Linked DNA regions of Mus musculus: region 2 is linked to region 1. Evidence: chromatin contacts called from public Hi-C data. All regions are on one chromosome and are shown on one strand. The core of a region is the stretch at or near the end of the contact, and the rest is flanking DNA. Distances in the headings are between cores, read along the strand shown.

Region 1 (6,366 bases), core at 2,814-5,313:
CCTGTTTACCCTCTTCCCTGCAAAGAGGAGGACTACTTTACTTACAATTTTTTTTGTTTAGTCAGAGGGAAGCAGAAAGGTGTCTCCCTCTCCCATCTCCATCTTCTTGGGTAGGAAGATAAGATCTAGTGTTCCTTCATCTCCACTCCTTTCCTCTTCCTCCTCGTCTTCTCCCCCATTGTTCTGTTCTTTAGACCAACGCCCAGAAGCTGACAGGCAAGTGCAGAGGATAGCTCCCTAGTTTCAGCTTGAGCCTTCTGACAGCAACCCCCAGGGAAACTACTAACAGGAGAGCTTGAATGCTTGGGTCCTCCTAAAGTTCATGTTAAAACCTTAACCCTTTGAGTATTTGAAGCTGAGGTCTTTAGGAGGTGATGGGTCACCAGAGGGGCCCTTGCGATGGGATTAGTGTCCTTACTGATCCCCCTTCCAATGGCTAGCTTGTCCCTCACAGGGCACAGGGAGATGTAGCTGCTGGTAAGACAGCGAGTGGGCTCTCACCACACATAGAATCTGCTGGCACCTGATCTCGGACTCCTCAGCCTCTAGAACTATGAGGAATTCCCAGCTGTTAACTTGGGTTTATGGTACTCTGCGGTAGCAGCCGGAACCACCCCAGACATTCACTCTGATCAAGAACTTTCTGCAGATCCCTACAGTATACACTAAACCCTCCATCCGATGGAGCTATCCTGAGGTTTGTTTCACAATCTTCCCAAGATCCTTGCATGCACTGTCAACTGGCTTTCTTGGTGTGTTCCCAGAGTAGGAGACAGGAGCCACTGGGGAGGCATTTCCAGGCAAAACTAAAATCTCCTCTGAGTCCAGGCAGAGGATAGAAAGATGGGACTGACTATAAGAAAGATGTTTCTTAAAAAAAAACCCCTTTGTTATATTCTATTGATTTATTTTATGTGTAACACATATGCACCAGGGTCTCCCTCCCTTTTTATGGTAGGAAGGATTGAGCCCAGGGCCTTGGACAATGCTAGGCAAGCTCTTTACCAGTCAAGATGAACTTCCAGCCCTGTCAGAGATGTTGAAGATCACATTATATCTTCTATGAGGAACTGGATGGGAGACACTGGGAGATTTTGGGTTTTAAAATCTTTCTGAGGCTCTGTGGAGGAGGGAACAGCCATGAGACGCGTGTGAAGGGGGACCAGCCTTGTCCACGATGGTGTTAGTGATCAGCAGTGTTTGCATAACAGTCTTGGCTTAGAAGATGCAGCCGTGTGTGGAGGAAGGGCATGAGTGGGGTCCTTGTTTTGGCACTGGCTTCTATGAGTCACCTTCTGCTTAAGGTCCTTCTAGGCAGGTTGAGGTAGGAGGTGGCAGGGGAGGACAGAGTATCACAACTGCTACCTCACTGAACCATTTCTTCTCTTTCAGGCAGAAAACCCAAGTGGACAATGGATTGGATAGCCTGGACTCTGCACTGAATGTAGGAGGGGGCAGCTGTCCTGGGGGCACCAGGCCTTGGGAGTCTCCTTTTCACCCCCCTTCTCTCTGGAAAGCTTTTTTGTTGTTGCCCGTCACTTGAAGCGTTTCCAGGAACCACCTAAAGTAAATAGTCTGACTGCGTTTCCACGACTCCACTTGGCTGCAGCCACTCTTCCTATGGGACAAGTGTAAAAGAGAGGGGCAGGCAGGCAGCCTCCAGAAACCTCTGGATGCACAACAGCAGGCTGCCATCCTAGCCTGTCTGTCTAGCGATGTGCTAGGAGCAGGACTGTCTGGAAGAGCAGGACTGTCTGGCAGAGCAAAATTCTGACCACAATCACAGCTGTCATCATTGGAGGCATAGCCAGTGGCTTCTAAGTGCTGCTTAGACACAGAGACAATGACAGCCAAAGTCTCGTGACCATTCTCCTGTATGGAGGTGGCAGCCACAATTATCTGTGGTCCTGCCAAGCTACAGTACCTGCCCTGAAAGTGAGACCAGGACTCTGCCTTTCCTTATCTAGTTGAGTGATGTTGGCATCCATCTATAAAGAGAGCAGAACAGCCAAGTCAGGGCAGGGACTCAGAAAGTGGCACTCCACAGTCCAGGGCTCTGGCAGGATGAGCATTTAGAATGAAAGGGGAAAGGGTGGGAGCACAGTGAGATGGTTAAGCTGGTAAAGGTGACCACTGTCAAGCCCAAGGGCCTGAGTTAGTTCTCCTGGACCTGCTTGGTAGGAGAGATCCAACTTTCGAAAGCTGTCATCCACCTCTTCAAGTGCGAACATGTATATATGTTATAATGGACACACACACAATGTAATAATAATTATGGGGAAGGGAAGGTCCCAGCTCAGCCTCAGAAGCAGTCTCTTCCTGTCTCCTGCTCTTCTGTCTCCAGCACCGTCTCTCTCTAGAAATGAGTCATAGAAGCCAAGACTCCTCATCCCCAAGGTGGATCCTGGGAACCTGACCCCCTCTCCCTCAGAGCAAGACTTACATCCTAGAGATCCTACTTGAAGCTGTCTTTCTGGGTGGGAGCTGGTCGCAAAGAAATCAAGTTGCCTTGTATGATGGAGAGTCCTTAGATCCTGATCCCAGAAGAGTCCCAGTGGGCTCCCTGGGGGAGGGATGCTCTCCTGCCCTCTCCCTTTAATGTTTACACACTCAATAGTGCACCCTTTTGTCCGTCATATTCCTGTTCAGCTAACTCAGCTTCATCCAGTCTGAGCTGTATCTTTGTGCGAGCGCACGCGAGCGCACACACACACGAACATACATGAATACATACACATGCACACACACACACATGAACATACATGAATGCATACACATGCACACACACATGCACACACATGCACACACGAACATACATGAATACATACACATACACACACACACACGAATACACATGAACACACACACATACCAACATATACATACACACACATACACACACACATGAACACACACACACGCACACACACACACACACACACACACACACACACACACACACACGGACATACACACTATTTTCTTCTCAGAGACACAGTCTTGTTATGTAGCCCCGTCGGGCCTCCAGTTTGAGATACCGCCTCAGCCCCTCAAGTGCTGTCATTACAGGCCTGTGGTTTCCCATCCACCACACCTTCATTTCTGAAGGCTCCCCTACCATGGAAAACTTGGATTAAATGTGTTTTTCTCTTGCTAACGTGACTTTGCTCTAGGCCTATCTATCAGCCACGACCCCAATGATAGGTAAGGACTGGCACCATCCTTAGGGTGGAGGTGGGAAGGCAAGAGCAGGCAAGAAGAAGGTTCCAGAGGGAAATCTGGAATGTGGGAGCTGCTGGTCTTGGGTTGGATTTCCCAGTCAGGAGGTGACAATGGTCACTTCTTCCTTCTGGAGGGTGAGGGTGAGGTGGGAGGGGTGTGTGTGTGTGTGTGTGTATACACGTATGTGTGTTTAGGCTCGTGTGTGTGCTGCCGACAGGATTAATAGCTTTGATTCTTACACATGTCTCTTCCCTTGGAGGAGAATAAGAACAAAAGGATCCTGAGAGTAGGAGACATTATCAATATTCCTGCCCTAACTTTCATTACTGTCAGCTACTGCGGTGGTGGTGGGCCTGAAGAGAGTAGGGGCTGTATGACCAGCTGACACTTTAAGGGGAAAATTCAACCTTTCCTTGTAGCCTTCTCTCTAACAAATGGAAACTCCATCCCACCAGGAGACCCATTCCCCACTGCTAGCAAGCTCATACTTTTTAGACTGTACTGGGGACTTTGAGTGAAGAGGCCCCTCCTTCCAGCAGTTGAGGACGGTTATGTAACCTAGATTGTGAAATTCTGGGAAGGCCCAGTTCTGAGTCGGGAACTAGCAGCAACTCTGCTGACACGTCCACGATGGGGACCCCCTTCACCCTTCACTTCAAGTCTGAGTCTGATGAATGCAATAAAGCTCTGGGCATTGGATTCTGGAAGGGGCACCTTTTGGGGAGCGGGGGCCGTAGAGGAACCGGACAGGAACTGGGCAGGAGAGAGGAGTAGTCGCGTGGGGTTCCCACGCTGGGTGCAGCGCCGCGGGCCACCCGCTGCGAGCTGCCCGGAGGTGCAGGTTCACGTGCACCGGGTTGAGCCAGCCAGCGGCGGCAGCGCTGCTGCGCACAGTTCTTGGTGGCCGACCGGAGTCTAGGGCTTCCGTTGGTCAGCTGACCTCCCAGTGCGGAACTGCGCCGCCCGCCACCCTGCTCAGTGCCGCCCGCCTGCTGGGTTCCTGCCACAATGGCTGGGCTCATGGTCAGTGGAACTCAAGTAAGTCGGTCCAAGTGAGCCCCATCTAGTCCCGGGATCCAGTTGGGGATGGGAGGGACAGAGGGGCACGGGTCTCCAAGGCTTTTAACCTGAGTGCCTTTTCCCTGGGAGGAGGTCGCATGTGCAGGTGATGTGTGCCAAGTACCCACACTTTCTCCAAGTTGAAGAAGGGTCAGACTCTTCTTTTGATCCTGCCACACTTTGTAGTGGTGTGATAAGCAGTTGAGATCCCCCAACTCCCTCTGTCCTTAGAGTCACACTGATCAACACTTAGGGACTAACTTCTCCATGCGACCCAGTGCTGGTGGCTCATATTTTTCACCAAAAGTGGTTCAGTTTCTTCTTTCACAATGCGGGTTTTAGAAGAACTTTTAGGGTGCAAGAAAAATGTTTTAATACGCAACCGTTTACCTATTGATACCAGGGCAACTGTACAAATGATCTGATACATTTACATGGGAGAAAGGGGGGAGGGGGCATGGCAGCAAAGCGCACAGAGTCATCAGAGCCACAACGAAAACCACAGAGTGTCGCCTGGCCGGGGGCTGGAGGAGCTCTGTTTTCACAATGAGGTTCCTTTTCAAGGCTGGTGGAGGCCCAGGGTGTGCTACATTTTTACTCTGGTTCTTGAAGAGGTGTCACTAAGGCATGGCAAGACTGGATGGTAGACACCCCGCAGTGCCCGTTTTCAGCTCTTTGGTAAGGTCTCTGGTAAACTCCCCTAGGCTGAGCAGGGACCCTGTATGTGCTGAAAAAAAAAGTAGTTTCTCTTTTGCTTTGCCTCCCATGAAGCCAGCACTCACTATGCAAAGTTCTCCACCCTAGGGAGACAGGGTGAAAGTTCTCCCTTTAGGCTCAGAGCATCAGGGATAAGGGAATTGTTCTTCCTCAGAGGCCTCAGAGTTTTACAAAGGGGAAACACAAATACCTGCTGGGTGCACCCTACCAAACTACTCCATTTTTTTTTTTTTTTTTTAAAAAAACAGAGTCTGGTAGTTTATTCCTCAACTGAATACATTTATTGAGTGACTTCTATGCACCAGGCACCCTGCAGGTATTGATGGAAATAAGCTGAATTGCCATCTCTCTGCTGCCCCTATTGGCCTAATCTCCTAGGATCCCTGGCTCTGCCTGGAGTCTCAGACAGGCACAAGTCCAGAGCTCAGCAGTGAGCCTGCCAGGCTGCTGTCAGCCTCCACTGAGCGGCCAGAAAAGGAGAATCTTATTTTAAGCCAGGGTATAGGGGCTTCTGGGAGGTTTGGCTTCCTAGAAAGAGGGGTGTGTGCCCGGGAAGGGGGTCCTGCCCTCATGCATCTGCCTACAAAGCAGGGTCCTCTCCCCCTGCATACTGTGGTCTCTGCATTTCTGGTCCCAGCATTCTTTGTGCTTAGTTTCTTCCAAGTTCCTGGAGAACTTGACAGTGAGGTTGAAACTTCCCAAGACTTCCTTGTTCTTATCTTGTCCTCCTCAAGACTTGATGCTTCAGGTACCTTCACAGAGCTCAGGGGCATCTGCTGACTTGTGGGAAGGCTTTTTTTTTTTTTTTTTTTTTTTTTTTTTTTTTTTTTGGCCCTGCCCAGTATTTCAAGGTAAATTATCCAGAGGAGCTAGGAAGGCTCCAGAGTACCTTGGGGTGTTATTATCTCCTTTCCTACGCCATCTGGCTCTGGGGTTAGACTATTTTGCTAGCATCTGCTTCACACAATTTATAACAGAACCCACTGTGAGAGGCAGCACCTTCAATGTGTGCAATTCTAAAAGGCAGCTCCTTTTCTGAAAAATAGCCATTTAATAGGATGCAATATAATATTTCAGTACAGGTATAGTGTGTAATGATCAGAAGAGTAGGACTGGTGTATCATTATAGTAAACACTTACCATTTAGTTGCTTGTGCTCGAGACTGCCAGTCCTCTCTGTTGGCCGTTCTGAAACACACAATTCACAGTGGCTATCACCCACTGCTACTGTGTATTAGAGAACATTAGAAGATATTCCTTTTAACTGCTTACCAGTGAATATTCCAGGAAACCACTATTCTACTTTCAGATAGATCTTTTAATAATTAATTAACTTGGTGCTGGGACTCTAACCCAGGACTTCAACAT
Region 2 (6,366 bases), core at 2,367-4,866, 300 kb after region 1:
ACAGAGGAGTGAAATGAATGGGTGACTGCAGGCTAGTGGATACCAAGCTTCTAATTGAGAACATTTGTATCCATTCTTCCATGGGAGGTTCATCTGGGACCATGTCATCAAGAAAGAGGGTCTGGAGAGGAACGTTGTGGGAATCCAGAGGAGTACTCGAGGTCAATGGAGTTCTCACTTGTTGTGGTTCAGAGGGAGATAGCTGTGAATAATGGGTTGGAATTAAGCAGGAAAAAATTTAGGCTGGGAAAGTCAGGGCAAATTTCACAATGGGAGAGTGTGTAGATGAGTCTGTGGGGAGGCAATAGCTGCATTGCCACCAGAGGGGCTGGAAATAAGGCTTGACACAAAGCACAGGAAAATGGATGAGAGAGAACCCTCCCTGGGGGCCCCACCATGACCTTAATCAGACTCTTCCCTGCCTGGCTTTGGATTCACTGATTCACTCTCAAATGATCCAAAGGAAAGAAACAATTGCTTGGAAAATGGCCACAGGGGATAATGGGTATTGGCACCAGATATTGGCTGACTTGCCTTTGGGTATTAGTGCCCTCCTGCCTTGTGTCTGTATGGCTTTTGGTCCATCTGTCAATCTGTCCCTTCCTCCTTTCGTCCATTTGTTTCACAGACTGTTTCAGAATCTTTAAGTCTACAGGAAAGGTCATTTTCAGAGGCGACATTTGTTCTGAGACATGTGGATGAGAACTGAAGAATGGTCCAGCCAGTGGGGCAACCTGTGAACACCTGAGTGGAGACTATAACATATGAAAAGACTCATCATCGTTAAGGACCTGAAAGGAGCTGAATGTTGCTAGTTGCTGATGGATGTAGAAGCTTAGAAGGAGGTGTCTATGAGGTTGGAGAGGTAAAAGGTCTCAGTTTAGGGTCTGGTGGCCACTGAGTAACAATTTGAAGTTTGCTCTAAGAGTAATAGAATTTGGATGTGGGCTTTGGTGAGCCTTTTATTTCTGTGTTCATATTTCTTTATATCTTCTGGTCCCTACTCCCTAGAGGGTCAGCTGTGTTGTCAGGCAGATGTGAAGGTTGTATGATAGAAAACAACAGGGCTTTGGTCACCAGAAGACAGGAAGTGACTCTGGCATTATAGTAGGAGCCCAGAATTTTAGAGGAAGTACACTGTGGAATAAATTAGTACCACCAAGGACAAGGCCACATAAGAGCAATCAACTCAAGTGCAAAGCAATATGTAATAGTAGGTATGGGAAAACAAAAATTGCAACTTGGACCTGGAAGATAAAATTTAAAATGTACATATATGTCTTCATACATGTGTATATGGATTCACATGCACCAAACATTTTCGTATGATCTTGGAACTATGATCTAATTTTTAGGAAAGAAAAAACTCTTTTTAGCCTTTAAATGTTCTCACAGAATTATATACCAGTTATCTATTTTATACTTCATACTTGTTCTTATGGCTTGTATACTCATAAAAGTTATTTATTTTTATAAAATGAATGCTTTATCAGTTTTATAAGATCCTTTTTAATCCTCCAATATTTCAATGTTTCATAACATTCTATTATCCTTAACCCAGTTGAGGTGGCTCACACCTACTTGGGAGGCTGAAACACACACACACACACACACACACACACACACACACACTTCTGGAGTTTTGCTTTTTCAGAAGGTGTCAGGGTGAGAGGTCAGAACATTTGCTGAACCTCTCCATCACTCCAAAATCTTGCTGAAATTCTGGTTTCGTCTTGTAATTGCTTCACACTGAGCCATTGGCATAGCATTTGGTTGTCAGTTGGGGTTAAACCACTGCTACAAATGCCAAGAATACCCTGGGTATTTGATGGGAGATCAGACATCATTTGAAACTACACATATTAAAATTATGATGACTGTAGTCTCTCTGATGAAACCCCAAACTGAAATTTCTTGAAGAACAAATATTTGTATACAGATTTCTTTTTTTAATTAGATATTTTTTTCATTTACATTTCCAATGCTATCCCAAAAGTCCCCCATACCCTCCCCCCCCCACTCCCCTACCCACCCACTCCCACTTCTTGGCCTTGGTGTTCCCCTGTACTGAGGCATATAAAGTTTGCAAGACCAAGGGGCCTCTCTTTCCAATGATGGCCGACTAGGCTATCTTCTGATACACATGCAGCTAGAGACATGAGCTCTGGGGGTTACTGGGTAGTTCATATTGTAGTTCCACCTATAGGGTTGCAGATCCCTTTAGTTCCTTGGGTACTTTCTCTAGCTCCTCCATTGGGAGCCCTGTGATCCATCCAATAGCTGACTGTGAGCATCCACTTCTGTGTTTGCTAGGCCCTGGCATAGCCTCACAAAAGACAGCTATATCTTTCTACAAAAACATAAATATCTTTGATTGTGTCTACCTTTGGAAGGACACAAAACGTTAAAAAAATCAGAGAAGCACCTCAAAGGATTGAGAGATGAGCCTTTCAGTTCCAAGAAAGGAAAGTGCATTTCACAGGTGCTGCCCACCCCCATGCTTGGGCTCCCCTCTCATGGTGAGTTTTGCTATTTCTTTTTGTTGTTGTTGCAGCATAGGGAAATTAATCAGGGTTGCATGGTTTGGCCAATTTTATCTTAGGAAGCCCTTGGGATTTAGAGTAAGTAGATAGGTATGGGTTAAGTTAATAGAAAGAAAATGGAAATGTCTCATTTTGCTAGATAAATTTGTTCCAGAGATACTGTGAATGTTTAGATTCATTTCCTCTCATGCTCAGGTCTGTTAACATTTTAGGCTAGAAAATTCTAGGTTGTCAGGGCGCTACCCTGTGCCCGGAATAGTGTACTTCAAAGTCTTGGGCTTTGGACTTCTAGACTCTGTAGTAACACATGCTTTGTCAAATCTTGATGTGTCACTCTAAGTCTAGTAGGGGTCAGCCACAGATCTCAGAGTTTCAGCAGTGGGAGGTTGTGATAGACAAAGGAAAAAGGTCACGATCATTTCTGGTGCTCTTGACATTGATGTCTTCTGTAAAGAATGTGGGGGAGAGAAGTGTCTGGGTCCAGTTGGAACAGGTCTTAATGAGAGAAGCTAACTGGAAGCTTCAGAAATCTGAGTCCTCTGGGACTCCATGAAGCTGGCTGTGAGGAAGACATTAGAATATTTTCCATGCCTTTGAGCTAAAGGAACTTGAGGTCCATTGGAACTCATCCTTCTCCCAACAAGTTGGATATGTTTTAGCCTGTAAGCCATTGTTACATTGCCTCTTTTATGGTAAACACCCTCTAGCCTTCTCACATCTTCCTAAGTAAGCCTCAGCCTTTGGGTGCAGTTGGAACTCTAGTTTTTGCATGGGGCTTCCTCAGCTATACCTCAGCCAGCATGGAGTTCTTGCTCTTACCTTCAATCTTGCTTACTTCAATTGCATGGCAGTGGCATTCAATTCCAGTGTGGACATTTAATCAAAGATAACTTTGTTTCTTTATTTTAAGGCTATGGGAGCCTCTTTACTTTCTCAGTGTAAGATCTTCTGAGGCTTAGCCTGTCTCTCTCTTTTATTGTCTAATAGATTTTCTAGCATGTGCTTAGTAAATTTTGAGTCAGTTGAAGTCAGTTGGCTTGCTCATCCCTCACCCTTGTTTAACCTCCCAGATCTCTCCACACACTCCAGTCCTGTCTCTTTAAATAGTCAAGGAGACAGCCAGTTGTTTGACAGTTCCTCAGGCATATAAAAATAATTTAGCTTGCACTTAATTTTTATCAGGAGGCAAGTTTAATATTGTCAAGGATTGAAATTTTATTTTTAAGTTTCTACATCCTGTTTCTCTTAATGTCATTTTGGCTTCAAAGGATATAATTCTGAAATTATGAGTACCGTTGGACTTGTTACTATTTCTTCCTTTGTGTATATAATGTTTCAAAAGCTGTTGATGGCTAAATGTCATTTTTATACTTTTTGGATTCATAACAGTTCAAATTCATTCAAAAACAATTAATAATATTATGTATCTTAGGAATAGCTGTCATGTATCTGGTGGATATGACATATTGTTAGATATTTTAAGCTGAAAGTTCTGTCTGGAGGCCAAGTTTAACAAGACAAGAAGCAGGCTGTTTTATAGATGAGCAGAAGGGTAGGGAACACATTTGTGAGGGAGCTGAGTGCTGTAGAACAACCATGCTTGGAAAACACTGGCTTCTCCGCTCAAAACAATAAACCAACAAGCAGTAGCCTAGCTCAAACATTTCTCTTTTTTTTGGCTTTATTTATGTCTGGTTTCCTTCTGCAAACAGGAGGGCCACCTGACAGCTTCAAGAGAAGATATTACTACTAACTACAAACCACCAAGGCGGCGTTCCCAGATTCTTGAGGGACATTTTTCCAGCTCAGGCGGATTGGCTCTTTGATTTTTTTTTTTATCTGAAACAGGAATGAAACATTCCATAAAGAGTCACTGTTTTCAAGATGGGGTGGTCTATTCTAGAAGGAACCTTGGCTAGCAAGAATGATGTCAGCTCTGGGAGGGGCTGGGCAAGATCCCTGGCTTTGGGAATCCACCGGGCTGTTCTAGTCGGTTGGAACTGTCGATTAGCCCTCCCTTCACAAAAGCAAGGCCTTTTTGAGTTTTTTCTTTGGAAATTTCCTAGAACCCCACACTTGTAAGATGAAGGTAGCAGCTACTGGGGGTATTGGGTAGTAAAAAATTTCTCTTGTTTGTGCCTGCGTGTATGCATGTATGCATATGTGTGTGTATACATGTACAGACATGTGCATGTTTGTGTGTGCACAGATCTCATGAGTCAGCATGTGCATGTGGAAATCAAAAGACGGTATCAAGTGTCATTTCTCAGGTACCATCCATTAAGAAAAACAAAACAAAAACAAAAACAAAATTCACGATCATTCACTGGCCTGGGGATTACCAAGGAGACAAGGCTAACTTTCTAGAGAGCTCCAGGGCTCTGCCTGTCTCCATCACCTTTGCTTTTTTTGCAAGTGTGTTCTACCGTGTCTGCCTTTTTTGCATTAGTTCTGGGGTGCAAAGTCGGTTCCTTTCACCTGTGAGGCCAGCTCTTCCCTGTTGGGACTGACTTCCTAGCCACTCTTCGTATTACTTTTATAGAAAATTGAAAGGCGGAGCTCCTATAATTCTTTCAGATTATCCTGAACAAACACCAGTGATATTCCTCTTTCAAGTTGTTAACATTTTTAGTCTTCAAAGACACAAGCAACAACTCATCATGTCGTGAGGGTGTCCCACCCTCAGGAATCAGGAAAATCTTCCAGTCATAGACACAACAAGTCATGATATCTATCCCATGTGGGGCCTTAACCACAGCCTGTAAGATCTTTCTAGTTTCCCTACCATTTGTGAGCAGTATACACAAAGAGGAAGGGAAGCAGCCCTGGACATTCTTCTCTTGAGCTGCTCCATGGAAAGCTCTTGGTGGCTCTAGAAAGTTGTCCTTATGTCCCTACCCTAGGTCTTTGGCATAATTTATGGTAGCAGATTGCTGGCTGCCTTCAATGGACTTACTTTCCATGAACTCCAGAGATTATGTATACGGTGCGAAGAGGACAAGTTTAGCCTTCCATGTTGTGTGCTTAAATAGAAGAATAGAGTGGCGAGCATATTCTTACAGATTCTATCAGCCCCACAGAATGATGGATGCTGCACTAGCCATGAACACCCTGTAGAGATGCAAGCACAAGATGACTCTGATCTGCGGCCACACTGGCTTCTTTCCCTTTGCTACCTATGTGGTCAGCTCCTCTAAAACCCAAGGAGAAGCAGGGAAGCAGCTCTTCAGAACTTAGACAGCTATTCAGACATGGAGGGGCTTATCTAGTCAGTGCTACTGAGATGTTCCACAGTGAGAAAAGCATTATGGGAAAAGATAGAACTGGGACTACAATGCTAATACATTCTCCTTCATTATAGAAGTGATCCTCGAAGAATTCTCAAAGATCTTTCAGCCTAGTGGTTCTCAAAGTTTTCCAAAGGTTTTGAGGGAACACTGTGGTAGGATGGACCTGGTTCTACCCTCATAACTGTTCATATCCCTTATCCTTTCTTCTTTTTCTCCTCTATTTCTTCATCTTGTCCCTGCCCATCTCTATCTATCTATCTATCTATCTATCTATCTATCTATCTATCTATCTATCTATCTATCTTTCTATCTGTCTGTCTCTTTTCTTTCTTTCTGAGACAGGGCTTCATTAAGTAACTAACCATTCTAATCTTCAACTCACAATCCCCATGCCTCAGCCTCCTAGAAGAATGCTAGCATTGCATGTATAGGTTACCATACTCAGCTTGATCTACTGGACTTGATTTGGAAAAAAAAGTTATAACTTTCAACACCAACTTAAAATGTAATTTCCTTATTTCATAAGGTGGGGG

The links. Hi-C and Micro-C count contacts between places; a contact is called where the count stands out from the background.
Region 2: a Hi-C map of uterus shows a contact between it and region 1, with 3 times the contacts expected there. The contact joins the enhancer-like site here to the promoter of Lrmda in region 1. A contact is called at or near these places in 2 of 39 promoter capture datasets (frontonasal cranial neural crest and liver), 1 of 484 Hi-C or Micro-C datasets (uterus), 2 of 115 datasets of contacts at active chromatin or transcription factors (the SCID.adh cell line and embryonic stem cells) and 3 of 9 other capture datasets (adipose tissue, macrophages and pancreatic islet).

Annotation. Positions count from the first base shown.
Region 1 is chr14:22,015,649-22,022,014 of GRCm38.p6, forward strand. Lrmda (leucine rich melanocyte differentiation associated) reads left to right here and starts at 4,064. Exons shown (of 7, transcript NM_028275.1): 1 at 4,064-4,260. The coding sequence starts at 4,231. It overlaps Gm41106 (a long non-coding RNA gene), which reads left to right. Exons shown (of 2, transcript XR_874397.2): 1 at 1-697; 2 at 1,393-3,157.
Region 2 is chr14:22,319,610-22,325,975 of GRCm38.p6, forward strand. The region is part of intron 2 of Lrmda (leucine rich melanocyte differentiation associated); the gene reads left to right. Among named protein-coding and RNA genes, the nearest start is that of 4930405A10Rik, 220 kb to the right of the region's middle. Within about 2 kb of position 3,617, at least 8 of the 459 cell types and tissues checked have an H3K27ac peak or open chromatin away from gene starts, as enhancers often do. A contact at or near this core is called in adipose tissue and uterus, where this site is marked.